Linked DNA regions of Mus musculus: regions 1, 2, 3, 4, 5 and 6 are each linked to region 7. A link is a contact called in public Hi-C data. All regions are on one chromosome and are shown on one strand. Each heading gives the region's core, a stretch centred on a gene start, on an enhancer-like site or on the middle of the called end of the contact. The rest is flanking DNA. Distances are from core to core; before and after follow the strand shown. Region 1 has its middle 34 kb from the start of Gm46880. Region 2 has its middle 110 kb from the start of Gm46881. Region 3 has its middle 38 kb from the start of Gm46847. Region 4 has its middle 13 kb from the start of Gm11832. Region 5 has its middle 83 kb from the start of Gm46847. Region 6 has its middle 14 kb from the start of Gm46880. Region 7 has its middle 360 kb from the start of Gm46846.

Evidence for each region. Hi-C and Micro-C count contacts between places; a contact is called where the count stands out from the background.
Region 1: a Hi-C map of cerebellum shows a contact between it and region 7, with 4 times the contacts expected there. The contact joins two enhancer-like sites. A contact is called at or near these places in 7 of 484 Hi-C or Micro-C datasets (the 3T3-L1 cell line, cerebellar granule neurons, cerebellum and 3 more) and 1 of 115 datasets of contacts at active chromatin or transcription factors (embryonic limb bud).
Region 2: a contact with region 7 is called in a Hi-C map of cerebellar granule neurons, with 2.1 times the contacts expected there. The contact joins two enhancer-like sites. A contact is called at or near these places in 2 of 484 Hi-C or Micro-C datasets (cerebellar granule neurons and cerebellum) and 2 of 115 datasets of contacts at active chromatin or transcription factors (embryonic forebrain and forebrain).
Region 3: a contact with region 7 is called in a Hi-C map of cerebellum, with 2.8 times the contacts expected there. The contact joins two enhancer-like sites. A contact is called at or near these places in 1 of 39 promoter capture datasets (hippocampal neurons), 1 of 15 datasets of contacts at CTCF or cohesin (pro-B cells), 8 of 484 Hi-C or Micro-C datasets (cerebellar granule neurons, cerebellum, cerebral cortex and 3 more) and 1 of 115 datasets of contacts at active chromatin or transcription factors (embryonic forebrain).
Region 4: a Hi-C map of cerebral cortex shows a contact between it and region 7, with 5 times the contacts expected there. The contact joins two enhancer-like sites. A contact is called at or near these places in 7 of 484 Hi-C or Micro-C datasets (the N1E-115 cell line, cerebral cortex, embryonic fibroblasts and 3 more).
Region 5: a Hi-C map of cerebellar granule neurons shows a contact between it and region 7, with 2.0 times the contacts expected there. The contact joins two enhancer-like sites. A contact is called at or near these places in 3 of 484 Hi-C or Micro-C datasets (cerebellar granule neurons, cerebral cortex and cortical neurons).
Region 6: a Hi-C map of the N1E-115 cell line shows a contact between it and region 7, with 6 times the contacts expected there. The contact joins two enhancer-like sites. A contact is called at or near these places in 2 of 39 promoter capture datasets (cranial neural crest and stem cell-derived epiblast-like cells), 3 of 484 Hi-C or Micro-C datasets (the N1E-115 cell line, cerebellar granule neurons and cerebellum) and 1 of 115 datasets of contacts at active chromatin or transcription factors (cardiomyocytes).

What each region holds. Positions count from the first base shown.
Region 1 is chr4:13,247,060-13,250,533 of GRCm38.p6, forward strand. No RefSeq gene overlaps it. Among named protein-coding and RNA genes, the nearest start is that of Gm46880, 34 kb to the right of the region's middle. Within about 2 kb of position 1,657, at least 18 of the 459 cell types and tissues checked have an H3K27ac peak or open chromatin away from gene starts, as enhancers often do. A contact at or near this core is called in cerebellum, where this site is marked.
Region 2 is chr4:13,406,732-13,410,719 of GRCm38.p6, forward strand. No RefSeq gene overlaps it. Among named protein-coding and RNA genes, the nearest start is that of Gm46881, 110 kb to the right of the region's middle. Within about 2 kb of position 1,625, at least 27 of the 459 cell types and tissues checked have an H3K27ac peak or open chromatin away from gene starts, as enhancers often do. A contact at or near this core is called in cerebellar granule neurons, where this site is marked.
Region 3 is chr4:13,144,704-13,148,451 of GRCm38.p6, forward strand. No RefSeq gene overlaps it. Among named protein-coding and RNA genes, the nearest start is that of Gm46847, 38 kb to the left of the region's middle. Within about 2 kb of position 2,353, at least 20 of the 459 cell types and tissues checked have an H3K27ac peak or open chromatin away from gene starts, as enhancers often do. A contact at or near this core is called in cerebellum, where this site is marked.
Region 4 is chr4:11,626,410-11,630,422 of GRCm38.p6, forward strand. No RefSeq gene overlaps it. Among named protein-coding and RNA genes, the nearest start is that of Gm11832, 13 kb to the left of the region's middle. Within about 2 kb of position 2,047, at least 40 of the 459 cell types and tissues checked have an H3K27ac peak or open chromatin away from gene starts, as enhancers often do. A contact at or near this core is called in cerebral cortex, where this site is marked.
Region 5 is chr4:13,190,130-13,194,017 of GRCm38.p6, forward strand. No RefSeq gene overlaps it. Among named protein-coding and RNA genes, the nearest start is that of Gm46847, 83 kb to the left of the region's middle. Within about 2 kb of position 2,637, at least 4 of the 459 cell types and tissues checked have an H3K27ac peak or open chromatin away from gene starts, as enhancers often do. A contact at or near this core is called in cerebellar granule neurons, where this site is marked.
Region 6 is chr4:13,266,752-13,270,183 of GRCm38.p6, forward strand. No RefSeq gene overlaps it. Among named protein-coding and RNA genes, the nearest start is that of Gm46880, 14 kb to the right of the region's middle. Within about 2 kb of position 1,335, at least 9 of the 459 cell types and tissues checked have an H3K27ac peak or open chromatin away from gene starts, as enhancers often do.
Region 7 is chr4:12,537,119-12,540,824 of GRCm38.p6, forward strand. No RefSeq gene overlaps it. Among named protein-coding and RNA genes, the nearest start is that of Gm46846, 360 kb to the left of the region's middle. Within about 2 kb of position 1,898, at least 32 of the 459 cell types and tissues checked have an H3K27ac peak or open chromatin away from gene starts, as enhancers often do. A contact at or near this core is called in cerebellar granule neurons, cerebellum and cerebral cortex, where this site is marked.

The sequences.
Region 1 (3,474 bases), core at 407-2,906, 710 kb after region 7:
CTTACAATAGATTTTGTTTTAAGAGCCCAAATAGACTAAATGATATACCAAGCCTTTCATCTTCCTTCTGCCAATTCTTTCTCTGCTGTCTTCCCATCCCTACTAAAGAAATCTCTGCTGATCTTTTCATGCAAGATGCAGCTATGTGCTCCTTCTTGCATAAACATTTGCAATTCACTAAGGAGGATGTACGATGCACCTTGCATGCTTATCAAGCGCCGTGAGAACTTTATAGATTACTGCCTGCCTCAGGATTCTGGTTCCCTGGTGCTTATGCATAAGCAATGGATTTATGCAAACACTGTAACATTTCCAAACAGACTGTGACATGAGTTGTTCCTAGTTCATATAAGGTTCAGATACACAGCCTATTTTACGTTAGTGCTAGATCAAGTCATCTCATGGAGTTTAAATGTATCATTTCAACTTATAATGTTGTCAGTATAAAATGTCATAATGTGGTACTCAATTTGAACAGTAAAATGGATACTAATCTCAGGCTTCCGCACATTGCTGTGGTGGAACTGAACAATGGGAAGCAGCCTCTGTCTGTCTGGCAGTCGCTGCATCCAGTATCTGTGCATATGTGGGAAACCTCTTGTTATATACAGTCTACTTATTCCCTGTGATCTAGAGGGCTTATAAAGCCCCGGCGGTATAATACGCATTATGACTGAAATTGGATAATATGTGTAGTGGGGGGGGCTTACCAAGAACAACATCATTGAATTATAATGATAACATGCCTATTTACATAATGATAATGCACATATTAACTGCCAAACATGTTTGCTTTGCATTAGTGTTTATAGAAGGGCATAGGGAATTTAAAAATTATGAAAGGGTGTTTTTCTAGTTTCCATTAGTATAGTAGAGAGATTATTGAAGAAAGAAAATGGAAAAAAACTCATACTTCTGTGAGTGACATTAATGAAGCCTGCTCTTTGTTTGATTCGTGTGTTTTATGAGTTCAAGCAGGCATGTACAAAATGCACCCTGCTCTTTGATTTATTTTTCCTAATTCTGGGACATGCTGTCCCCTTAAAACAAGTAAAAACTCTTGCGTGGATTTGTTTTATTTATTTTTTTGGCAGCCAGCATCAAAAATGAAACACGAACAAATCATCCCTGTTGCTAGCATGTCCTCCTCACAAACCGTTTCTTGAGGAAGCCTCCATTGGAATCTCTTACCCTGAGATGGGAAAAGCTACATATCCCAAACTGTGAATTTTATTTGTATGTCGACAAAAAGCCAAAAGTTGGGAGATGTTATTTTGTGAGCTGTCATATGTTTCCTGAACTTTTTAGAATAGAAGGGAGCCATGGCAGGGCCCTTTCCCTCGCTCCTGTAACAAAGGCATGTCCCAGTTTATTTAAAAAAAAAAAAAATCATACACAACAATGCTGCTTGCCAGGTTTCAGAGTCCTAATGAAAATTTGGTCCAGAGCACAAAAATTTTCTGGAAAAATGCCTGAAATTTCCCTGTCGCAGATGTTTCGACAGAAGGTGCTTGCATGCCATTCGTTAATACTGCGCCATACGGGACTCAGTGTGGCCACCGCAATATAACCAGTAAGTAACACACGCAGCGTGCACACAGCTCCGCCAAAGTCCCCGTCTGTTGTGTGGGACTCGTATCCCATGGATTGAGACGTACCTTGATGAAACTGCATTGTCATGGAATGATAATATTTGCAGATCACCATGCACAGAAGCACACTATGGAGAACGTGGGAGGTCCGTTGGCTTCAGCGCACTTTTTGGCAGAGGAACTGACGAGCTGAGCTTGCATTTGATTCTTAGTGTTTGTGGTCCTCTTCGCCTCCCCCGCCCCTCATCTGCCAAACTACAGGAATAACTCTGTGCATAGAAAATTGCTTACCGGAGAATTTTTTTTGGGGGGGGGGGTGGTGGTGATATAAATAAAAGGTCACTTGGAAGTTGTTCATAGGTGTGGAAGGCACATATAGTCTGCTTTTGTTTGTTAATGAGTTCCAAAAATAGAGAAGTGACTTCCTGTCCATTCTCTTTGAAGAATTCCTTTATAGTGGAGGAAGCCCATCAACTTCAGAGACACATCTCTAGTCCTGCTCACTCACATAGATTTTCCTGAGAATCTAGAGAATTCTTGCTGGATAAGACTATCTGCAACAGAGCTTTCACTCATTTTGAGCAGCAGACTCGCTGCTATGAATATTCCATAGACAAACATGGCTGCTGTGTCATAGAAATGATTACCTGTAATGTTTGCCACTTAGAGAGAGGACACTGTCAGAAGGTGTGGAAGACTCATCCTCCAGCAGGACTTGGCAACCCCCAGTTGCAGAAGAGATGCATACACAGTCAGTATTGTTTTGGTCATTTAAGGAATTACAATATACCAAGGTTTATGTAGCTTCATATTAGTGCTTTTACTTTCTCCAATATCTCAGAAAGCCTTAGAAACCAAGAGTGACCAAAGCACTTGCTAATTTATCATGGCCTTTAAAACAATGCTGGGATTAAGATACTTCCTTTATTTTATAATTGTTTCGTGGGAAAGATGTTTACAAATAATTTCTTTCAAGATTGTCTTTCTCTTTATATATTTTACTACTACATGTTAATTCCATTGGCTAATAGGTCTCATCTTTGAGTAATTGGAAATGCATATATAACTGCTTTGTTTATTTTAACAAACTGAAATTAGTGTCTTCATAAATGAGAAAGATTTAGTAGTCAACTGAAGTTATTAAGATGCCTTAGATTTTTTCTTCTTTTAACAGAGATTTTGATAATAACACTAAGGTTTTGTTTCTTTTTTCCAAAACAGACTGAGAAAAGGAATTATTCTTCCAGTCACTTTTCTTAAATAGAAGAAAATATTGCTTATTGTTAGTGATTAAAATGGTTCTTTCCTTATTGTGTTCATAATATAAAAATACTTTCTATATATTATCTCTCATAATCTTTCCAACAATATATGAATACCTTTCTCAATTATCAGTAAAAATCTGAGGCTCCATATTACTAAGAAACTTGTCTAGAAGAATACATTTGATTTATTTTATGTAGTTCTTTGATGTAGGCTCTCTAACTCAAATTTTGGGCTCCTTTTATTGCCATATACAGTGATTCAAGTAAACTCCAAAATTAATTAATATAAAGCATAACCAATCAGCAGCTCTTGAACACAAAATCAGTGATTCTCCTGAGTCTTCTCAAATGACATTATAAAAATTTAGTGTCATTAACTTTTGGGGAACATTGGATGTTGTTGTCTGAACTATCTAGAACATTAATATAATATATAGAAGTACATTTATAAAACATTGATTATTTTTATAAAGTACATTTATAAAAACTGTTCACTAAATTATTTCACTATTATACATTTAAGTATATGCTTTTCCATATTTGTATATATATTTTGTAAATTATTTTTTTCCTAACGAAGTCTCACGTAGCCAAGGCTTCCCTTCAGCTCACTGTGT
Region 2 (3,988 bases), core at 375-2,874, 870 kb after region 7:
CTTCATGATGAAAACTCCAGGAACTATTTGCATTATGTTGCTATGCCCAGGAAAACTTCTAGAGTCTAAGAAAAACTATGGATTTTTTGTTTACAAGATTCCAATTTCCCACAAATAAGGACCTATTCAAGAGCCATGTTGTTGTGAACTTTTGCCCCTCACAAGTAGAATCATGTCAGAGCTCCCAGTTTGTGCTCATTTGATTACTCAAATAGACTCTGCTTTCTGTCCAAGTATTAAATTTACCAATGGTACTTAATGGTGCTATTTAATATTTAATACTTAATGTTTAATAGAGGTCAACAATAAAATTGTAACCATGTACAATGTGAAAGACAAAGAATTATGCAAATCCCCTTTCCTTCATGAGGTGATTTCCCATGGGACAGAATGAGGACAAACAGGTCCTCCTTTAGCATCAAGACACTAAGATAGTGAGTACATTTGGAGTGAAAAATTTCAAATTGAGTATAATTAAAGAGATACTTCAAATATCACCTCATTCAAGACAAGGTATAAACAAACGCATAGATCACGTGACCTTAGAGCTCTCGGGATGCTTGAAAATCTTCACAAGGCTTTTGTGTATGTCTCAGACTTATGAAGTGGAAGGTATGACATGCATAGAAAACAGAATTGGAAAAATGGCAGAGTTAGGTCTACAGGCAAAGTTTTCTCTTGTTGACTCTCCTGTTTTCTGTCCATCCTCAACGTTCTCTATGGAGAAATGTAGGACAAAAAGTGATTGTAGGAAAAAATAATACTGTTGAGGAAGAAAGGAGAGTGAGAGGAATTCCTGGTTTGATAGCAGACCAATGATTCAGTAAACACAACTGAGTCCACCCACTGAAGAGTTAAAATGACTTATTTGTCTTATTTACTTACCTTGGCATCAGATGCAACAAGACTTCAAGGCAGCAACCTGGGGCAAAAAGAAATCAATAACTAGAAATAGCTATGCCATGGTACTAGTTTCAAAGGGCAATCATTTCATTTTTCTTTGATATTTCATGGTCTTTGTCACCGTAAATTAATACAGAAGAGATCAAAGTCCAATTGAACTTTACTAAGCATTTGAAAACTATTATTATTATTATTATTATTATTATTATTATTATTATTAAAGTCACTAGCAGCCTTCTATGTTTCTTGCATTTCACCAATTGTGTCCAAAGGTCTGAAAGTGCATCCCCCAAGAATTACTTTTTTTTTTTTTTTTTTTTTTTTTAACTTAGGTAGAACTGTTGGACGGATTTGCCTGGTCTTGATTAGATTAGATTTAGCCTTATCAGCTAGGTCATTCTATTTAACTCCTTACTCTTACAATAAAAGGATGACCACTTCCCATCAGTGCCTGCTCACAATCATTTATCCTTAATATGCCTGGAAGAAACAGAGAAATGAAAGAAGACACTTTCTCATTCATGATTCTTAAAATAAAAAAAAAAAAAGAAAAAAAAAAAAAAGCATTCTCCTGCCCTCTCCCTGGTCTCCTGATATTGCACGCATGGCTTGCTCTCAGCCTGCTCCCAGACAAGCTAGGGCAGGCCCTATAATATGATTCAAATTGCAATCTCATGTCTTGCGTTCCCCAAACACTTCATCTCCCCTGCAACCTGGAACTTTCATTCTGGTCCCCAATTAGACTAATATCTCTGCCCAGCTCCGATTGGGGGTGATGGATAGGCTGGGAGGGGGGAGGGAGACGGGGCGATTTTTTCAGCTCCTCTGCATTCCCACAGGCACGCAGCATTTGACAGATTGGGCAGAACTGCCACGAAAGAGTCTGACACAGATGGTGTAATTAGAAAATGCGAAGTGCGAGTGTGAAATTTATCTTTGATCAGCACCTCCTTGCCAGACTGTCATCTATGTTAATATGATGATGGCTTCTTGGAGATGGATAGAAGGATATAGCAGCCTTGAAGAGGAAATGGAGGCTGTTCACCCCATCGAAAAGATATTCTATTTGCTTCTGAAATCCAATCAATTTCACCAGGCCAAAATGCAATTGTACTTATTTAATTCACATGGAAAAAATAAGCCTAACCAGATTCACACACTTTATTAAGTCTGTAATCAATATGGAAAATCTGAGCATTAGTTAGAAGGGGAGACATGTTAATTTTTAATAGAGCAATAAATAAAAGAAATACAGTCTCTGACGATAGGAGCTGTTGAAGACAATTCACATCTGTCCTTATCAAGTTTCTATGAAAAATGAATACAGGGAACTCACTACACTCCATAGTGTTAAAACTCCAAACCCTGCCAGAAAATGTTATTTTCCACAGTTCCTGCATTCTGTTTCAAAATAACACCTGTGATTTGTGTTCAATCCAAAACATAGCAGCCTTATTTTTCTTGATGTTTTCTATTTTAAACTAATCTTTCTACACCTAGCAATTAATAAAGAACATATTAGCCAGGACTTAGTCAAATTATTTCCTCTTCATATTGTCTTCCTGAAGTTTTAGGATGTTTTCCACAAATGGGACCAAGCCTCACCACCACCCATTTCTCCTTAAGGTTTTCTGTCTAGTAACAATAATCTTTCTGTGGATGGCTTCAAAGGTTCAGGCTTTACAAGCAACCGTGATAGACTACATTTTACTATAATCTGCTCAAATGTTCACATTGATGGTGCTAATTTTGAGCAAGGTAAATTAGCATAATTAATGACCAGCCAAATTTGGGGGTAATACAGTATGTAATTAACATTAGAGAGTTCTGTTGTGCCACCTGCCCCCACATCTCATTGTTACAGGGATCGAACTGTACAGGAGGAGATTTTCCCCTTTGCTGCACTGAGCAGAAAGCAGCTTTCTTCATCAGAATAAGCCATTAGCTGTAATGGCTTGTAGGTGTAATGGAATGTGCGCGAAACATCTGTGCTGAGAGCAGGGGAGAAATTGCTGCATGCAGTCGTAGGCCTTTGGGGAGCTTGATTAAGGGTTGCTTCAGAGAACTGGAGATCTGGCTTGGGATGTAAGAGGGGAAAAAAAGTAAATAAATAAATAAGAAAGGGGAAAGGAAGAGAGAAGAAAGGAAAATAATGCTAATAGATTTATGGATGCACTGCAGGGAGAACAAAGGATTTTTAATTCTTTCCTTCCTTTATTGCTCTTGTATTGCATCTGCTCTCTGCTGGGCTCTCACTTATTGAAGTGATCTGGAAAAAATGTAGCTCTAAATGCAGGTTAGGGGGGAGGAGCTTAGCTGTAGAAATAGACAGAATAGCGTGATCCATCCCCTCCCCCTGTTAGCTAATGGAAAGGTCCTCACAATCTGGGAGGAAAAAATACTAAACATTGTTTATCTTAAGTGTTATCTTGAAATTTAGCTCAAAATATGATGTGACTATTCAGTGTCAAGGCTGGCAATCATGTCTGGTCTGCAGACAGCATCAGCTATATGGCTAATTCATCCACAACAGCTCGGTTCAGTCTCTCTGAGAACACTATATGCTGTTTTGTTTGTTTGTTTGTTTGTTTGTTTTAGCTCACTAGTTTCTTCACAAATTCACAAAAATGCATAAATTAATTATAGGACATAAAATGTTAACACCTGAGAACAATGGGGAATTGGTCCAATAACATGGATTACTGTGGAGTATTCTTATTTGTTTGTTTGTTCGTGTTTTTTTTTAAGCAAATACCTTTTAAGTTCTTGCTGTATGCAGAATACTGTTTGTTTGCTGAGCGTTTGATCACCATAGCTGGGGCTTTAATGGTGCATTTGGCAGTGAGGAGGGCCAATTATATCACCTTGGCCATCTCCTTATTCCACAAAGACAGCTGAAGCCAAATTGATCATGCAGTGATACGCATTGATTGCTAAAACAGCTCAGTTGAATGCATCAATATGATGTAGTCTGGCCATTTTATAATTTTTTTAAGCTAGCTTTAACTATAGGCTTTGCAAAAATAAGCAAGAGGAGAATTACAGATAGATACTGGGCAAATGAAGGGTTAAACATTTGTGAAAC
Region 3 (3,748 bases), core at 1,103-3,602, 610 kb after region 7:
AACTTTAATTTTTTATAATCCATTTGACTTTTTAAAAATCTTGCTATCCTCTGACCTTTCCATCTTGTTCTAATAGCTCTGTAGCATTAGTAAAACCAATTATTGAGAAGCAATGCACATTAAGACTAGGCTTTTGGCTGAATTTCTCCTAGTTATGTTCCCTATAGCTGGTGTTAACATTAAGCTCCCTTCCTTTCTATTTCCCTCCTTTCACCCCTCCCTCTCTTCTTTCTCCCTCTTTCCTTGCATCATTAAGAATTGCATATATGAATTGGAGGAGGGTAAGGATGAAGAACAAGGAAGAAGATGGCCCTGAACTAGTCAAAGAGAAGGACATCATGCAAGTATTCAAATACGTTGTGTAGACATCAGTGAGAGAGAAAGCACACTTGTGAATTCACTATGATTTTATGGAACATGCTTCATTTAGGGGAACAATGTCTTTGAGTGAGTCTTCTCCTTAAATTATGCAGCTAAATACAATGATAATTAATATCAGTGAAAGCAGATAATTTTAATTTAACTATCTTTTAGGAAATATATTCTCTCCTAGTTTTAATAATTAATGTTTACCAGGTAAACACACATTTTCAAATGCGTGTGATAAACACAGCACAACAATGTTCATGATCCTTTTCCTAAACGAGTCTGTCTTATATTTCAAGATCTTGGTTTTGCCAGATGGCGTTGAGATCACTAATACGGCAGCCAGGAGTTTCCGCACAGGCAGAAACATAGCCATCAGAAGTGGGTGTTAACAGAGTGAGAATTATACTTTTTGTGCTTGAGAATTTTGGGTTCTTAATGAGACACAAATGTTCTATATATACTGGAACATGACATGACAGTCTTTGAAATAAATATAAGTTAAGTTAAATGCATGCCTGCCACAAATCCTATTCTCAGTATTAATAAAAATAATAGTTTTTAAACTGGAAAACATTAAGAACAAAACCTAACATATGGTAGAAGCATGCACCTATTATCTGACACATTTTTCATTTGATTCAGGTTGAAGTTACCAAATATTTTGATAGAGCAGACACTGCTTAATGTTGTAATTAAGATGTAGGCTCTAGAATCATAAGGGGCTAGATTTGACTACTAATTAACCCTGTTCTTTCCAGGCGACTTCTTTCTGTACAGTGGTGTGTGTTGGAGGGCATATCAGTAATTAACATAGTTTTTGAAATAATAAAGTAAGATATAGACTGTGAAGTGCTTAGCACAGTATGCAGCCCAGAGTTAGGATACAGAAGACAGTACATTTGTACACTGATTCAATTGGATTGACTGTGTCTCATATTTTCTAGAATATATTTTTTCCTATCAGGCTATCTAAACATGAAATTTTCTCTATGCTTGTAAATACATTTATTTCTTTTTTACTTGTTCAGTAAATGGTCTTAGATTCCTTATTAGAACGTACATTGAGGCAAACAAGCTAAGCAAAATGTGTATTTCCATGGAATTTATAGTCACTATGGGGAATAGGTAAGGAACAACAAAACTAACACAACTCTATTCGTTTTTTTCTATTTAGCAATAGAGCATTGGTCCAAGTTTTTAAGTCTTCTAGAAGATAAGCTGGGAGTGTTTGTCTTGTCTTGGGATAAGAGAGGCGGTAGTTATCGGTAGTTAAGAATCAAGGAAGTAATCTCTCATTCTGGAGCACTCTAAAAAATGAGAGAGAGAGAGAGAGAGAGAGAGAGAGAGAGAGAGAGAGAGAGAGAATTTATATTATCAATGCTCCGCTTATAATTGAAACCATTAAGCAGATGAAGGATCAACTCTTCATAGGTCAGAACTGCGCGGGTTCTCTAAGATCTGTGAAATGTGGGCAGTGATAAGCAAATCTATTCTTTTATCTTCCTTCATTTCCCAGCAAGTCAAGATAATCTCTGTATTTGAAATCATAAGGGAAATAAGAAAGGACTCTTCAAAGAGAGCCTTCTGTGGTGTGGGTGCAGCGACGGAGGGGCTTCATGCGGCCGTTCTATGTCTGAAAACTTGGAGTGAGAGGGGTACAAAGCCTTTCTGGAGTTCTTGGCCTCTGAGCTGAGGTCGAGGCTCTTCCTATGCCTCAGGTGTTCTGGTCAAATGATGCCAAATAAAAGCAACCAGAAGGAAAGCAAAAGTTTTCTTCCTGGCTCTCTGTAGTGAATTACAAAACTGGCATTCTCTCCTCCCATTCTTAAAACTCGAAGGGTGGTACAGGCAGCGATGCTGACAGTGTGCCTTCGCAGATGCCACCATATGGGTCTCGAAAAACTAGTTGCACTGATGATTCCCTGCACATGTAGGAGACAGTTTGCATTGTTGGCATCGTCCCCACACAGAAACATGCACAGCTTAGCGAGGCTGAGCAGATGGCACGAGATCTGGTGCCAGGGAAGCAGTGAATTAAAGGTTATACCCACCAGGTTTGATGCGGTGCCAGTTTGAATTGGTACAGAAGCTTCGGCCCACCTGCTTATTGGCCTCATGACATCTGGCATCTTTTTATTTATTTTTTTTTTAATTTGGATTGAATTAAAGGCAGCGAGGAAAAAAATGTCATTTTAAAAGCCAGCTACAAGTCAATAGATTTAAACTCTTAACCAAAAATGGGACGGGGAGGGGTACTACGGGCTCTCCACATTAATGTTTTATATTAATGATTCTTATAAAACCTTGGGGGAAATTATACACCGATGTGTTGACTTGTGTTGCAATTTATAGCATCGTACAGTGGAGAGGGTGGGCTGTTAAAAACTGGCTCAAAGTTGCTAAATAGTAACAACAGCAAAGGGCTATTATCTGCAGCCTGTACATTGTAATTAGGAAACAGGCGAGTGAGGAAATACATTTGCTTCTGTTTGCTCTAATGATTTTCACATTGTAATAATTAGAAAACACTGTGGCAGGTCATTTAAAAGCACACTCTGAAAAGGTGTTTTGCACCTTTAGTTTGCTCTGATAAAGTCTTTTTTTTTTTCTTTTTCGTTCTTTTTTCTTCTTCTTCTTCTTCTTTTTTTTTTTTTGTAGTAGTGTATTGAGTTCTGCTGTATTTCAGCTGTAATCCCACTTGCTCTACACATATTCATATAATGTGTACACAAACATGCAACATACCCAGCCCCAGGGTAGCAGTGTGTGCATACTGAAGCCTGTTTGTGTATCTCCTCCATTTGGGATTTCCCTGCCTGCACCCTGGGTGTGAAACAACAGCAAGCAGCAGAGATGAATTGCTTAGGTGATTAGCTTTGCAACCAAGTCTTAGCATTCAAACTTTGCAAGCCTGGCTTATAGAACAACCACAGTTTAAGTTTGCAAGTTGGCTTTTAAAGATTTTATTTTTTATTTTTGGTGCCAAGCCCTACAAGAAGTCATTAAAGAAATATTCTAAATATCTCAGGTAGCCTCAACGTTTTGTCACATATTTCTGACATGAATCATGTTGACCATCCCCCACCCACATTTGCTTGATATTTGTTGTCTGTTTAATAGAAGCATAGCTGCTAACATTTTGTGCTAGTTAGAAGGGGGGGGGGGTAAACAACAGTTTAGAAGGGTTTCTAAACTTTGTTCAATGAAAAAAATAAGAGAAATATATAGATAACTTCAATGTAAACAACAACAAAGGAGATTGAGAAACCAGTAATGCATTTTTGTATTAAAGTCGCTCTGATGTTTACAGACAGGGATAGTGAAGAATCGGCAAAGCCTGAACAGTCCTCACAATGTATAGAAGGAACAAGAAACGGTA
Region 4 (4,013 bases), core at 797-3,296, 910 kb before region 7:
ACTTGTGTGATACTTATTACTAAGGGGACCCCACCCTCTCTGTAAGAAAGGCTGACCTTCGGTGCCTCAGGACTTTCCCCAGCTCTTGAACCCACAAATTTTTAGCAATGACACTAGATGGAAATCTGCAGCATCTCAACTTTCATGGAAGCATCGTTCCTGGAATGTTAGAAGACTCGGACCTGTCAACTGACAAGCGATGGTTTCTCGTGGGGAATGAGGCATCTGGTTCTGCTCTACCAGAGACAATGAAATGGCCTGATAGAAACAAGCAATAGATATTTTAAAAGATATTTATCTAAAGCATCTAAAAAGGGGATTTCAGAGCGGAGGGAGAAATGGAATGTGCTTACTTTCTATGAGGCAGTGTCATGAAAATATCAGCTTTGTCAAACAGGTACAGTGGCTGATGCCTGCAATCCCAGCCCAAGGTGGGTAGAGGCAGGAAGATTGTCATGAGTTTAAGGCCAACCTCTGCTACGGTATAGGACCCTGTCTGAAAGTGTATAATCTGGCTGGAGAGCTAGCTCAGCAGTTAAGATCTTACAGGGCCCGAGGCTTCTATCCCCAGGACCCACATAGTAGTTCCCAACCACACCTAACTCCAGTTCCAGGGATCTTATACCCTCTTCTGACCTTAGGCACCAGGCACACATCTGTGTGGTGCAAAGGCACATGTCAGCAAAACACATAGAATTAAATACATCTTTAAAAATACATTAACAATCAAACAAAAAACAAAAGCTGAACCACTTTTGTCATTCCAGTGCAATGAAGTCATTAGATGCTGGAGGATTGTCCAGTAACCTTAATCTGTGATGTGCTGGGCTTATAAAGGACTTGACAGTGAGCTATTTGGATAGCCGCTTGCGGGAATTGTGTGGCTATCTCCAGGAACCCCGAGCTTTATATTAATTGCATGAAGAGCAAGTCAGCATCCTTGTGACGGTCTGACACTTGGCTCGCAGTCAGCAGGCCTGGATGCTCTAGTCAGCCTTCCCATAGATTGTGTGGAAGTCACTTAAAATGCATACTTTCTTTTAATAATAATAATAATTAGAAATAATAAATTATTTGTGGATTCCTGACTATGTGTCTGAATGGCATTGCTGAATCTATATGCCTTATTTTATTTTGTTCATGGCAATCTCAAAACTTAGATAATATTATCTTTATTATTATTATTTTCTTCATTTTACAGGGGAGAAAAATGAGAGCTCAAATACTTTCCAGGAGCATCACTTTTCATGAAAGGAGCTGAATTCAATCATAAGCCAGTGTGGTTTCAGAACTTTTATATTTGATTCATAAGTTAAAGGAAAGTTTAAGGGCTGTCTTTAGCAGTTATTAGTATGAAGAGCTCTGAGCCTCTACCGTTTATGCCAGAAACATATTTACTGAGAGCAAAATCTCAAAACAAAGCAAATCCCCAAAGATTTTGGGGTTTATGAAAAATAAAGTTGGGTCAGTGGGATGTCTCAGTGGGTAAGGGAGGTGCATTTACTGTTAGGTCTCATGATCTGAGTTTGACCACTGGGACCCACGCAGTAGGAGAGAAGATTCCACAAATTGTTCTCTGACCTCCGCAGGCTATGACATACCTCCTAACACCGTGAAAATAAATGTAATAAAAATGCGAAGAAAAAGTTTAAGACTAATGAATTAACTATATAAAATATTGTTAATTTATTATCTGTAACTTTAATTATCTGCATATCCTGGCCAGAACTATTTGTATATACAATGCTGTTTTATGGTGGATGGCCTGCAGGGGGCAGCAACAGCTCACAGTTGTCTCATCAGCCTTCGCATACTGTCTTCCTGTTTCCCTTATGATAGCTATAAAAGCTATAACCCATTTCAGTTATCCATGTGCCCCACGGTGTGATTTTCTCTAACATTTTATATTGTCCGGGTTTTATATTCCTTGTGTGGGTGAAGGGCCATGAGCAGTAAATTATTTAATTAAACAGAAAGTGTACCGAGCCACAGCTGACCAACTCAGCTACAATCTGGGCCCAGATCCAGTGCTTTGAGTCAGTCTACCCCAACATCTACACCATCTGCGAGCCGCCGGAGCACGTGAAAGGGCCGGTCCTGCAGAACCAGAGCTGCAGGATCACCATGACTCTGGCAGGTTCTCCAATAGGGGCCAGCAATGGTCCAGTATGTCTGGTGCTTCAGAAACCAGAAACCGTGAACCAAAGACTCATTGCAATGAATATTTGCAAGTACAGCCATCTTGGCTAGTGTGTGTGTGTGTGTGTGTGTGTGTGTGTGTGTGTGTGTGTGTGTGTGTGTGTATTATGACACCCACAGTTTCCAGTGTCACAATGAACAAATATTCCATACAGAGATAGAAAAGAGAGCAACGGAGCAGTGAGCAAATGGTGGAGAGGGTGCAGAACTAGAAATGTTATGGTGGTAATAGAAGTGAGAGAGGCCTGCGGTGGACGGTGGGGGTGGGGGCGGGGCGGGGGGGGGAGACACATGTAGTTGCCAAGTAGGGACGATAGGGGATAGGGCGGTGTGTAGCAGCCTGGAGCTTGCACTCCAATTTAGCCCCTCCCCCTGCCCCCTCCACAGGCTCCCCAGCTGCACAGTTGCCATGGTTCTGAGCAACAGCAGGGTGTCCAAGAGGAAGAACAGATCAATTTTTGGAATGAACCTGCTTGAAAGACCTCTCTTGAAAGACCTCTATGGTCTGTGCTGTCCCCCAAGGCCACTTTGGTATTCACGGTCCACTGCTTCAGACTGTGTTGAAGCCCGAGGTTCATGTGGATGTCTGTGATCTTACAGCAGCTGGGAGCCATGTTGATGTCCCTGGCCCAAGGTACCATTGAATGCCGCACAGATGTACTGGGTCTGAGCTGCCTCCTGAGGCCACGCTGATGTCTGTCTGGGTCCCTGTTCCTGCTTCAGCCAGGGTCTGTGTTGGTGCCTATGGCTAGTGTTACCACCAAAGGTCATGTGGATGTCCATAGTCTGTGCTGCAACCTGAAGCCATGTTGATGATGTCTGTGATGGTTTGTATATGCTTGGCTCAGGGAGTGGCACTATTAGGAGGTGTGGCCTTGTTGGAGAAGGTGTGTCACTGTGGGCTTTCAGACCCTTGTATCTTCTTGTATACCAGTCTTCTCCTGTCTGCCTTTGGATGCAACTGTAGAACTCTCAGCAATAAACTCTTCCACATTCCTACTAAGATGGCCCACTAAGCCCCACTTAAAGCATCCCACTGCTTTTCAAAATCCACATTTTTCTGAGTAAAGTATGGTCAGGCTTATCACAGAAATACCCCACTCCTGGTACCAACTTATGTCTTAGCGTTTTACTGCTGTAAACAGACACCATGACCAAGGCAACTCTTATAAGAACAACATTTAACTGGGGCTGGCTTACAGGTTCAGAGATTCAGTCCATTATCATCAACGTGGGAGCATTGCAGTGCCCAGGCAGGCATGGCACAGCAGGATCTGAGAGTTCTACCATCTCTATCCAAAGGCAGACAGGAGAAGACTGACTTCCAGGCTACCTTGAGGGTCTTAAAGCTCATACCCACAGTGACACACCTACTCCAACAAGGTCACACCCACTCTAACAAGGCTAAAACTACTCCAACAAGCCCATACCTCCTAATAGTGTCACTCCCTGGGCCAAGCATATACAAACCATCACAATGTCTCTGAGCCCTGCTGCCACTGAGAGCCATATTTATTCGAGTGACCTGCGCTGCCACCTGAGGCTATGGTGATGTCCTGGTCTGTGCTGCCATCGATGACCATGTCTGGGTCTGCCTTCCTACTGCAGCAGAAGGCAGTACTGATGTCTATGGTCTGTATTGCCACTGGAGAAGATGCTGAAGTCCATCATGTGCTAATGCCAGAGACCATGTGGATGTCTTGTGGTCCATGCTGTATCCAGAAACCATGTCTGAGTCTATGATCTGGGCTCCTGCTGATTGTGAAGGGCAAGAAAGCTATGGCTGCCATGGTATTGATGATGGCAGACTCACA
Region 5 (3,888 bases), core at 1,387-3,886, 650 kb after region 7:
TACTGAATGCCTCGTTGTTAACCACAGGCTATTTTTGGTATGCATATGGTGTGTACACACACACACACACACACACACACACACACACATACATACATACACATATATGTGCCTAGAATATAATTTTTAATTGTAATTCTAATATATCTATTGTTTCTTGATTGTTAAATAGTACATTGTTAAGCTCACCAGGTAGATATTTTAAAGAGCAGCTATGCTGGCTATTGACCCACAGAAAGTTATTTTGGGCTCCTTCTCTTTAGGAATGGAAAACCTATGTTTGGGTTCTTATTTAGAATTCTGCGCACTTTTAGGAAAGTGGAGCTGTTTTGAAAAGGCCACATATAACTCAGTGAATTTCCCCGGGATTGATTGCACTTGCCTTAGCTAACAAGTGAGACATAATCACATGCTTTATTGGAACTTCTTAACATAAGGAAACATACTTAGTTTTCTGAAATTCACCTCCAAATTTTGCTTTGGATGTATTCTGTGAGACAAAAGTAGCTATATTTTTCTCTTACTTCTTAACCCAGACCACATAAATACTCTCAGGTTCAAATCATATCCTTCAAGAAATAGGCACTCAGTGAATGATTGCCTGGATGGTTTACTGTGTCATTTACTGTATGAGAGCTTAGAAACTATCAAGACAGATGTTTCTTCCCAGAACTTACATAATGAGAGAGGCTATTTTAATATATAACATCCCAGTAAACTATTATACAGAACAAAAGTGAGGTTATCAATCACTTGAACTCAATCCAACCTACCTATAACCCCTACATGGTCTTAAACATATTGAAATAGAAACTCTTAAAATTTGTAACATGAAGGTATCTAAATTATTATCATGGAAACAGTAAAGTTAAAATTTAACAGTAGCTATAGATAGGAGTATACAGTTTTATTTTTAGCCACTTAAATTAATTTATTTTCAATACCAATGCCATCTCTTGCTCACTAAAATAGAATCCATTGATTTTGATCCATGGCTTAACAAGATGCCTGGTAACAGGAATAATCCAGCGGAAAAATGAAAAAAAAATGTAAAAAAAATGTATTAATTTCATAGTTAGAGAAAGTGAATTTATTTGTGTTGCTGGTAATAGGGAGAATCAGGGACGTTAGAAATAGGTGTTCAGAAAGCTGCCTTGTGAGAGTTGCATGCTGTTGTGACTAAAGAGAAAAGGGACTGTGAGTGTCTAAAGCATGAGCCAAAGAGAAAGCATTGAACACAAACAGGTCTGCAGAGGTTATCAGAAAACATCAGTACAACCAGTGTTAGAATGCAGATAGAAAATCCTAAGAAGAACATAATTAACCCTAAACCACCACATCCAGGCTTGGGAATCACAACTCCAGAAGTCATGATTAACACAGAGAAATGACAAATTCAACCTGGGATGGAAGATATGGGGTGGGCCTCATGCTCCAGAGGAAGCTCTGGGTTCTTTCCTCTCTCACAGTCCCCTTTCTACTTCCACACACCCCAGACACACACATATACGCACACACTACACAATCTTTCATCTAGATTTAATATGTGAGCGAAAGAACAATGTCTGTCTTGCTGATTGTGGCTTGTTGTAATTAACACAATAAATTTAATTTTCTTGCAAGTGTTATGATTTCATTTTATCTTTGAGTGAATAATTTTTTTTTTACTTTTTATAAGATTGAGACTGTAATACAAGTATACAATGTGATTTTACACGCCCTTCACTGTTTCCTTCCATCATTTTTCCTTCCCAATTTTATGTCTCTGTCTGTCTGTGTCTCTCTGTATGTCTGTTTCTCTGTCAGTCTGTCTGTCTGTTTGGTCTGTCTATCTTACCTCTCTTCTCTCTCTCTCTCTCTCTCTCTCTCTCTCTCTCTCTCTCTCTCTCTCTCCCTCTCTCTCTCTCTCTCTCACACACATACACACACACACACACACACACACACACACACACACACATATTCCACATGGAGTCCACCTAGTGTGTCCAGTGTATGCACAGGTATAGGAGCATCTACTGGAGTGTGGGCAGTCTTGCAGGGATCTATCACATTCTTGAAGAAAACCGACTCTCTTCCTACAGCCATCAGTTTCCAATAGTTGTTCATATGGGGGTAGAATTTACCAACCATCCTCTCACTCGATGCTAGGATTTATGTCTGGCTTGACGGTGGGCAGGATTTGTGCATGCAGTCACAGCAAATGTCAGGCCATATGTGCAACTACCCGGTTGTCCAGTAGCTGACCAATCTGTTTCACTTTCATTTGCTTCTTAAGAATTCAAAATAAAACTCTGGTATAAAATTTAAGGAACTGGATTCTAGCACAGCCAAAATATTTAGCTGTGTCACCCACCACTTCTGGCTTTTACAATCTTTCTGACCCTTGTTTGGCAATGATTCTTGAGCCTTGGCAAGAGGATATGTATATTCCATTGAGGAATGAGCACTCTACAATATTTTTTGTGTGTTGGCCAGTTATAAATCTCTATGTGTATTTTCTTCTATTGATAAACATCTAGGCTGCTTTCATTCCATAGCTATTGTGAAGATGAAGCAATAAAGATAAATGTATACATATCTGAGTACTAGACCAACTTATAAGTCCCTCAGCAGATCACCAGGAATAGATGAGTTATATAGTAATTCTAATTTTAGGTTTTGAGGAAATGCCGTATTGGTTTTAGTTGCTGCACTGTACAGGAATAATTTCTCTACTTCTTTAACACTATTTCTTGTGTTTCTCAATGACAACTATTCATATTAGAGTAAGATAGAATCTTAAAACAGTTTTTAAATTGTATTATTCTGAAGTCTAAGAATATTTTCTAACATTTCCTCAAATACTTACTAGTCATTTTTATTTATTATTTTGAGAACTGTCTCTATAACTCATTTGTCCATTTATTATTTAGAAGACATCTTAATGGAGATGAAAGGAAAGAAAAAAGGAAAGAGTAACAGTATACATGGGACACGAAAGCAGAAGAAACTATGGTTTAGTGGAACCAATGAGACCAGCAAGAGAGAAAGAGGGGGGATGGGCAGGACAATGGGAGAGAAAAATTAATAAGAAGAATGTATACTGCCATATATGAGTGCAAATAATAATGTAACCTATCATCTTGTATGGTAACTTAAAAAGTAATATAAGGAACTATATGACTTTTTACTGTCTCAACTCTGTTACACAGAGATGGGACAGACAGAATCAGAGACAGACACAGAGAACACATTCTTATGGAGCATGGTCCCTGTAACTTCAACAAATAGACCCTGAAAACATTCTAAGATTTGTCTCATTATGGCAAAAATATTTTTTAAAAATTAGATCATAGTAACATTTGTCCAACTGGAGCTAGTATTCCCAAATGGAACTTCTATGTAAAACGGTTTGCTTCTTAACCCACCTTGTGTATCATGGTACATTCCCATCAGCCACTATGCCCTAGACACAGCACAGCAGGATGTCTGAGGAGCAGTGCATGAATATATACCAGCACTTTGCATGTCTGCTGGGATTGCTGAAATTCAAACTCAGTAACTGTCACACTGTGGCAGTAAAAAGGACCTGCGTTTTGAAGCTGGACAGAATGATCATTCTTTGGTAATTGACTGTGTCACCTTGATCCAGCCATTCAGCCTGAGACACATGGACAATGGAAAATACATTTGCTAATGGCTTTTAAGTGTCTGGCTCATGTAGCTGACCAATGTGTGTCACCTTCATTTGCTTCGTAAGAATTCAAAATAAAACTCTGGAATAAAATTTAAAGAACTGGATTCTAGCACAGCCAAAATGTTTCTTTTTCTTCAATAAAATATCTGAGAACTGAACAAGAAGCAATTCTTCTCTCTCGAGGTTGAATAGATTATTAAACCCTGCCA
Region 6 (3,432 bases), core at 85-2,584, 730 kb after region 7:
AGTTTAAACCCCAGCCTTATCTGTTGCTTTGTGTGACCAGTTTCAACTTATTACATCACTTCAAACCTCTATGTGCCCACCTGGAAAAGGGATATAGCAACGATAGCTACTTACTTGTATAAACAGAGTCTTTTTTTATTGTGGATTTATCTTTAAAAGTGTGTCAATCTAAGCATCTGTCATTCATTTTCCAGAAAGCCTTATAGCCCATATGTGTCTGATATAAATACTAGATACATGCATACATGCATACATACATGAATACATGCATACATGCATACATGCATACATACATGCATGCATACAAGCTGCAGAATGAGGTAGTTCTCACCTGTTCAGCACTTGGAGGCTGAGGCAAGATGTTTGCCCCAAAGAAGAGGCTAGCCTTTTCTCAAAAATTACACATACCCACATACACATAAATGGTTTGTTTATTTATTTTAAAAACAAAGATGGTTCAATAAAATTAAAATAAACTCCCAGAATACGTAAAGTTTACAAGTTTTCCCTTCAAGAATCAGGAAGTCCTTTGCAAGGATTCTGCTTGTTTACAAAGAGCTGTTTTCTGAAACTGACAAGTTATAGTCGACGCATTGTCTGCTATAGAATGGAGGGAATATAATTTTTTTCCTTGTACCTGATATTATAGATTCATCAATGATCTAGCAATCTAGTGGAAAGCGGCCTACAAATGTCTTAGGAAGAAGAAATATGTGGCCATTTCTGCCTGTGGCATTCAAGAGTTATGATTTTTGAAGGTTTCTGTCTTAGGGACTAGAAAGACTAAAGATTTGGACTCATGTCTCATTCCACAGTACACACACATAAATAAATCCATCTCTGCCTGCCTGGCAGATCTGGTAACCGCCTAGCTCCCTGCCTAGTTGGTGGTTAGCTCATGATCTGAGAAAATAATCTTACTGGAGCTAAAACAAAAACCCACCTCTCCATTTTCTGCTCTTTTGTTTTAATTGTTTTCATTCTGAATTTTAAAGTTTCTTTTTTTTTTCTTTTTCTCTCTTTCATTAACTTTCTCTGTGAAGTCCCTGTACTTTTGGTCATTATTTGTGGAGTCTCACAAAGACCCTGTGTAACACGGCCCCATGTCACTTCACACAGAACATTTCCCTGTGCTCTTGCCGCTTCCTGTCCTCCCAAGCAGGCCTGGCTATGAGCCCAGACACAGGTACATGTGGCACACTGGCTCTCTGCCTCTTCCTTTTATGACCCAGCTGATCATTTAATGTGTTGAGGGTCAAAGTGCTCAAGACACACTATGGAACACAAAAACCTATTCTGTGGTAAGTAACCCCAATGAACCTACACATACCGAACAGGACAGTGTCTAATGTCTGCAGGGCCCTGGTGTTTATGCTGAAAGAGACTTTTCAGATCTCTCCCATCTACCTCACTTGGCAAACAAAGAAGCTGAACTCTAAGGAAAGGAAGGGCCTGACAGGGGTTGTAGATAAGGGTTATTTATGCCCTTTAAATGTAAATTTGGGGCTTAAAATACCAATTTGAGACAAAACAGACTTTTTAAAAGGACAGGGAACAAGAAGAAATCAGGAAAATTCAGACGCTGAAGACTTAGATCAGGAAGATATTAGGAATACATTGTGCTGGGATTGGAAGAAGCTTAGGAAACAAGAGCGCAGTGTATTGAGAGAGAAAATTCATTAGAGAAGAATACTAAGCTGGAGATAGCAGTTCAGGAAAGGGAACTGAGATCAGAAACTGTGTAGAGAGAACTTCAGAAAGCCAGGATAAAGGAAATTTCTAGGAATAAGCAAGAGAAAGCACAAGAGGGAAAGTCAGTGATAAAGATGGCTTCCATGGAATGAAGTCGAGCAAAATATTGGAAATGGTTGATCTTTCCTTAAGTCAGTCAGAGGAATTCAAAGCAGGACATTACTTCCTGCAGAATTGGTGGAGAGTTGGCCTTAATCTCACTCCTTTACCCAAATGAGATTACTATAGATTTATGGTCCTGAATCCTGCAAGCCATGTGAAACCCATGTCTCCACACTCCAGGATAAAGAAATTTTACATCCTAAAGAATTGGCTAAGCATATTCCAAAGATGATGCTTGTCAACTGGACTGTTTGTGAATGTTGGTTGGTAAAGATCATGTCTGTCTGTTGGACTGTTTGTAACGTTGGTTGGTTTGTTTGTTTTGCTGTGTTTCCATTACTTCTGGTTATTTGGAATTGGCAGTTTTTATGAGACATTTGAGATTCAATTGTTCTGGATGGGCCTGGTGCTGTTCTTGTGAACTAATCCACTAATGAATAAAAGAGCCAATCACTGGGCTAGTAGGCGGGACTTCCGGGTTGGATGGAGGAAGAGAGGAAGCAGGAGCCAGTCAGGTCTCTTTTTGGACAGCTTGAGGGTAAGATGTAACTGCTAGAGTTTCCCAGTATCACGGCAGATCCGAAAGGATTCACCACCGAAGGAATCAGATTTTTTTTTTATTAGATATTTTCGGGTTTTTGTTTTGTTTTGTTTTGTTTTGTTTTTGTTTTTTGAGACAGGGTTTCTCTGTGTAGCCCTGGCTGTCCTGGAACTCACTCTGTAGACCAGGCTGGCCTCGAACTCAGAGATCCACTTGCCTCTGCCTCCCAAGTGCTGGGATTAAAGGCGTGCGCCATCATGCTAGCTAGATAGTTTCTTTATTTACATTTTAAATGCTATCCCGAAAGTTCCCTATACCCTCCCCACGCCCTGCTCCCCTACCCACCCACCCCCACTTCTTGGCTCTGGCATTCCCCTGTACTGGGGCATATAAAGTTTGCAAGACCTAGGGGGCTTTCTTCCCAATGATGGCCGACTAGGCCATCTTCTGCTACACAGGCAGCTAGAGACATGAGCTCTAGGGGTACTGGTTAGTTCATATTGTTGTTCCACCTATAGGGTTGCAGACCCCTTCTGCTCTGAATCAGATTTTAATAAGGCCTACAAGATGAGGTTTTAGTTGTTGCATCCAGAGATTGAATTCCCATTATTTCTGAACTTAGTTTGTGTTGCGTTTTCCTTCACACTACAGCTCGTCTGGGTTCAAGAGAGAAAGGTATGGCTGCAGATGTGCACCCCCCAAAAAAATGAGGCATTGGGACTGGAGTGTAAAGACCTGAGAGTGGGAACTTAGCGAGCTAGGTGGAGAGATTATGGAGTTCTGAGTCAGAGCCTCCACAAGATAAAAACAAGTTGGCCATTGCCAGCCAGTGCATGGTAGGCCAGGCTGCTGTGGCAGAGGCACAAGTGGGAGAGCGTGACAGATCAATTTTTAAAAAAAAATATTTCCCGCAACTATCAATCATGTTGACTAGTGCTCACTTTAGAAAAGGCCACAGAGTGAAAACAAAAGTAAAGATGGGTGGTCCAAATCTACTTCTAAACAAAAGTAAGGATGGGTGGTCCAAATCTACTTCT
Region 7 (3,706 bases), core at 648-3,147:
CTTTCTATGGTTGCTTCATTTTGATTCAGGGAGGTGTTGAGCATTATAATTTTCCTTTTTGTAAGGAAGGAAAGCCAGTTTCTGCAGGCTGAATCATGCGCTCACAACCTGCATGAGAATAAGCCCAACACAGGTGTGAGTTTTACCAACGTGAAGTCTAAGCCCTAACAGAGTGGCCGATGGCAGTAAATTATAGCCCCACCTCTCCCTGTATGAAGTACCTCGGCCCCACTCTCTCCCCTGCCCTTACCTGTCTTTTTGTCATCGCTGTTGTCTTATAGAAGTTTACAAGCCTGGAAAAGACAAATATTCGGGTACATTAAACGAATTTGTAAAACATGTACTTTATGAAATATTGTAAGATACATCACATTGTATTGTGTGTATTTCCATTGCAGGTTGTCCCTCCAAAGCATTGCAGAGGCTGACATTGTCACCAGCCCCCAAGGGAAGAAAGCAATAGCATTCATAAAAAAGGGGTCCCAGTGAACTCAGAGTTTATATGCATATGCTTTCTGCTGAAAGCATTGCAGTAATATGAACAACATGTTTTGACCATCTCCTGTCTGAGCCATTTTCCTGTCTGCCAGCTTCCAGGATCATGTGTGATTGTGTAGCAGCACAAAAACCAAATTCTAAGGTGCCTGCAACATCTTACAGCTATTACCTCTGGTCGTGTGGATTTGTGGTTTAAGAAAAAAAAAATATTAGCAGGAGCAAGGGGACACTCAGTACTTAACATAAGCAGCTGTTAATTATAAAACCACAGTCATTTGTATTTTACTAAAAATGTTGATATGACTCTCAAAGAATTTTAAGAAAGCCATTAAATCCCTTTCATCTCTGCATCTGATTTCTACACTTGCCACTTCCTTCTCCCTAAATAATCCCTACTCTCCCTTTTGAGTCCTATTAAGGATCATAAAAACCAATAAAATATCTTTTTGGAGAAAGCCAAAATGTATTTGAGAGAATTAGGGTTGATTAGGGAGATGCTATACTAGATATTATCGCAAATTAGTTCTGTTAAATATGGAGAGGTTGAGCGTTCTGTACATCTCTCTGCAATAAAATACATGGACACGTGTGTGCTCACACATGAGATCCACTGACACAGAGAGCTGCTGGCACCGATCCTTACATGTTTAATCACAGCCCTGCTGTAACAGAAAGAACAGGTTGGTCAAGGATGGGAGGATTTTCTGTAGAAGCTGGAGACATCAATGCACTGTAAGATATTATTTCTTGTCTTCAAGTCTGTCTTTTATTTTGTTTACACAACAAAGTTATTATGCTAATTATGTAGTAATATGCCGCCCCTGAGGACATTCCACGTTGATAGCATCTACTTTAGGATGCAGATTGGGAGCCAATATGTGATTATTGCTATTTCAAAATGATTTGATCACTGCAACAATTTTTCATTCAGAGGGAGTTCTCTGGCTGTACAGCCTTGGTATGGATTTAACAGCACAGTGCAGAAAAAATAATCAGGAGAGTTTGGGGGATTTTTAAAAATGTTCTTCTCAAAGAATATCAATAAATAATATTTTGGAATAGTGAGTCAAGACTAAGCTGTGTATGTGTGTGTGTTTGTACTCTTTCACATGTGCACGATGGAGTGCGGTTGAAAACTCATGTTAATATGTATACAACCTCACTAGGGGGAGCTCTTGGCTGGCTGTTCAGTAGCCTGACCATTGTCTGTAGGAGACAATTTTTCTTTGTTTGAAAATTTACAAGTCATCAATGAAAATGCCACAAATACAGTAGAAGTTTAGGGGGTGGTCACACCACTGGGTTTCAAATCGGGATTTAGGTGAGGAAGGGAAGTCAGTTTCTTCCGTGCTCCCTTTCCCCAGCCATTCTATAACTGCATCCCATCATTTGACAGGTTTCAGAGCTGCTGCAAGTATCTCTCTTTGCCATAGGGCTTTCTGCAGTCTGCTCCTTCTGGGAGTCTCTCCACTGATACTTGGCAATAACAATGAAGATTTTGCAAAGGCCAGGTACTCAGATCAATTAACTAAGCAATGCTCCAAATGTGATCATAGTACCGAACATTATAGTGTTGCTTTAAAACTGGGAACTTTGTGATTAGAGATGCAGACGATCCAAAGAATTTTGGGGTGGGGTGTTAATCAACCGAAGAAATACAAATATTTGTAAAATTTTCTTAAGACAATTACTTTTGGAAGCAAAGCAAAATATGCCAGCCCTAAGGGAACAGTGTGACTGGCTTGGGCAATTCTCATTTTATTATCCTTACTCTGAAAACTCCAATCTCTCCCTCTCCCTCTCCTTCTCCCCCTCCCCCACCTCTCTCTCTCTCTCTCTCTCTCTCTCTCTCTCTCTCTCTCTCTCTCTCTCTCTCTCTCTCTTGTGTGTGTGTGTGTGTGTGTGTGTATCTTTTTAAATCAGAGGAAAAAGAAATAAAGCCAAGTGCCTCTTTCCCTACCATGTTCCTTTCCTTTTTTCTCTACTCTAATGACATTTGGCAGGCTCGGCTGTGTAATGCTCGACTGGTTTTATTGTTGTCTGTTCCCAGTGGGGAATAGTTGACACTGCTCTCTGTTTTCAATTGATATCCATTTTCAACAATATTGCTTTCTATTAGATTCCTGCACAGTTTGTGCCAAGCAAACTGAATATTTACTGGGCTGACCTCAAACCCTTCAAATCAACAAACACTAGAATAAGCAAAAGTATGCATTTTAAAGATCAAATGTTTCTGAATGCTCTTTACAAAATTATTATTTTTAAATGCACCTTGAACTGCAGATTAAATAATATTATGGTATTGCCTCTGTTAGCCCATTTTATTTATTTACTTTCACATGTTAAGTAATGGTATTAAATGTTAAAACACAGTTGTATATATTACTTAGTGAAGGATAATAACAATTCAATAATTTCGTATTTAGCAGACTCCCCTTTTAAGCAATCAAGCATTTTTGGCCCATTACCTTTTAGTGTACACATAGTTTGTAATATCATATTGCATAGGACAACTGAGTTCGACAAAGCAGAAGATGGACAACCACTCCAAGCTTCTTTAGTGCCGGGAGGTTCTGAGTTAGAATTGGAAAGCAAATCCTTTAACCATTGAAAGCCAAATAGCCACTGAATGACATGAATATTTCTAACATCTTTGCTTCACTGTGCTAACCAAAGTTGTCAGAATCTTAATCATACATGCTACCCATCTATTACAGTGCACCAGGCTATAGGGGACAGGTAGGAAATAGACAGCCTTTAATTTTGGAGAAAATCAAGAAAAGGATTAGAAAAGAAAGGGATTTCATATTTTTGAGAAACACCTCGAAACTATTGTCATTTAGCCAAATATGCCTAGTTTCTCTAAAAAACAAAAAGAAAAACAAAAACCAAAGCTTACTGTTCCACCCTTCGGCTGAAGCGGACTATAATCGGATATGTCTACATAAAAGCCTTTGGTAAGTTAAGGTAGCTATTGGCTATTCAAGCAAATAATCACAGGCAGTGACAACAGAAGTACAGAAAGTGCTAACAAGTATTGTGGTGTCTAAAAGATGCTCCATAGATTTGGCTCCCTGGGACCCATGTAAAGGTAGTGTGCACTTGTAACCCCAGCTCTGGGAGAAAGGAGATTGGAAGACTGTGGGATTTTGCTAGCCAGCCAGTATAATGGAAACAACAAAAGGCAGTTTTAATAAGAAAAACTCTG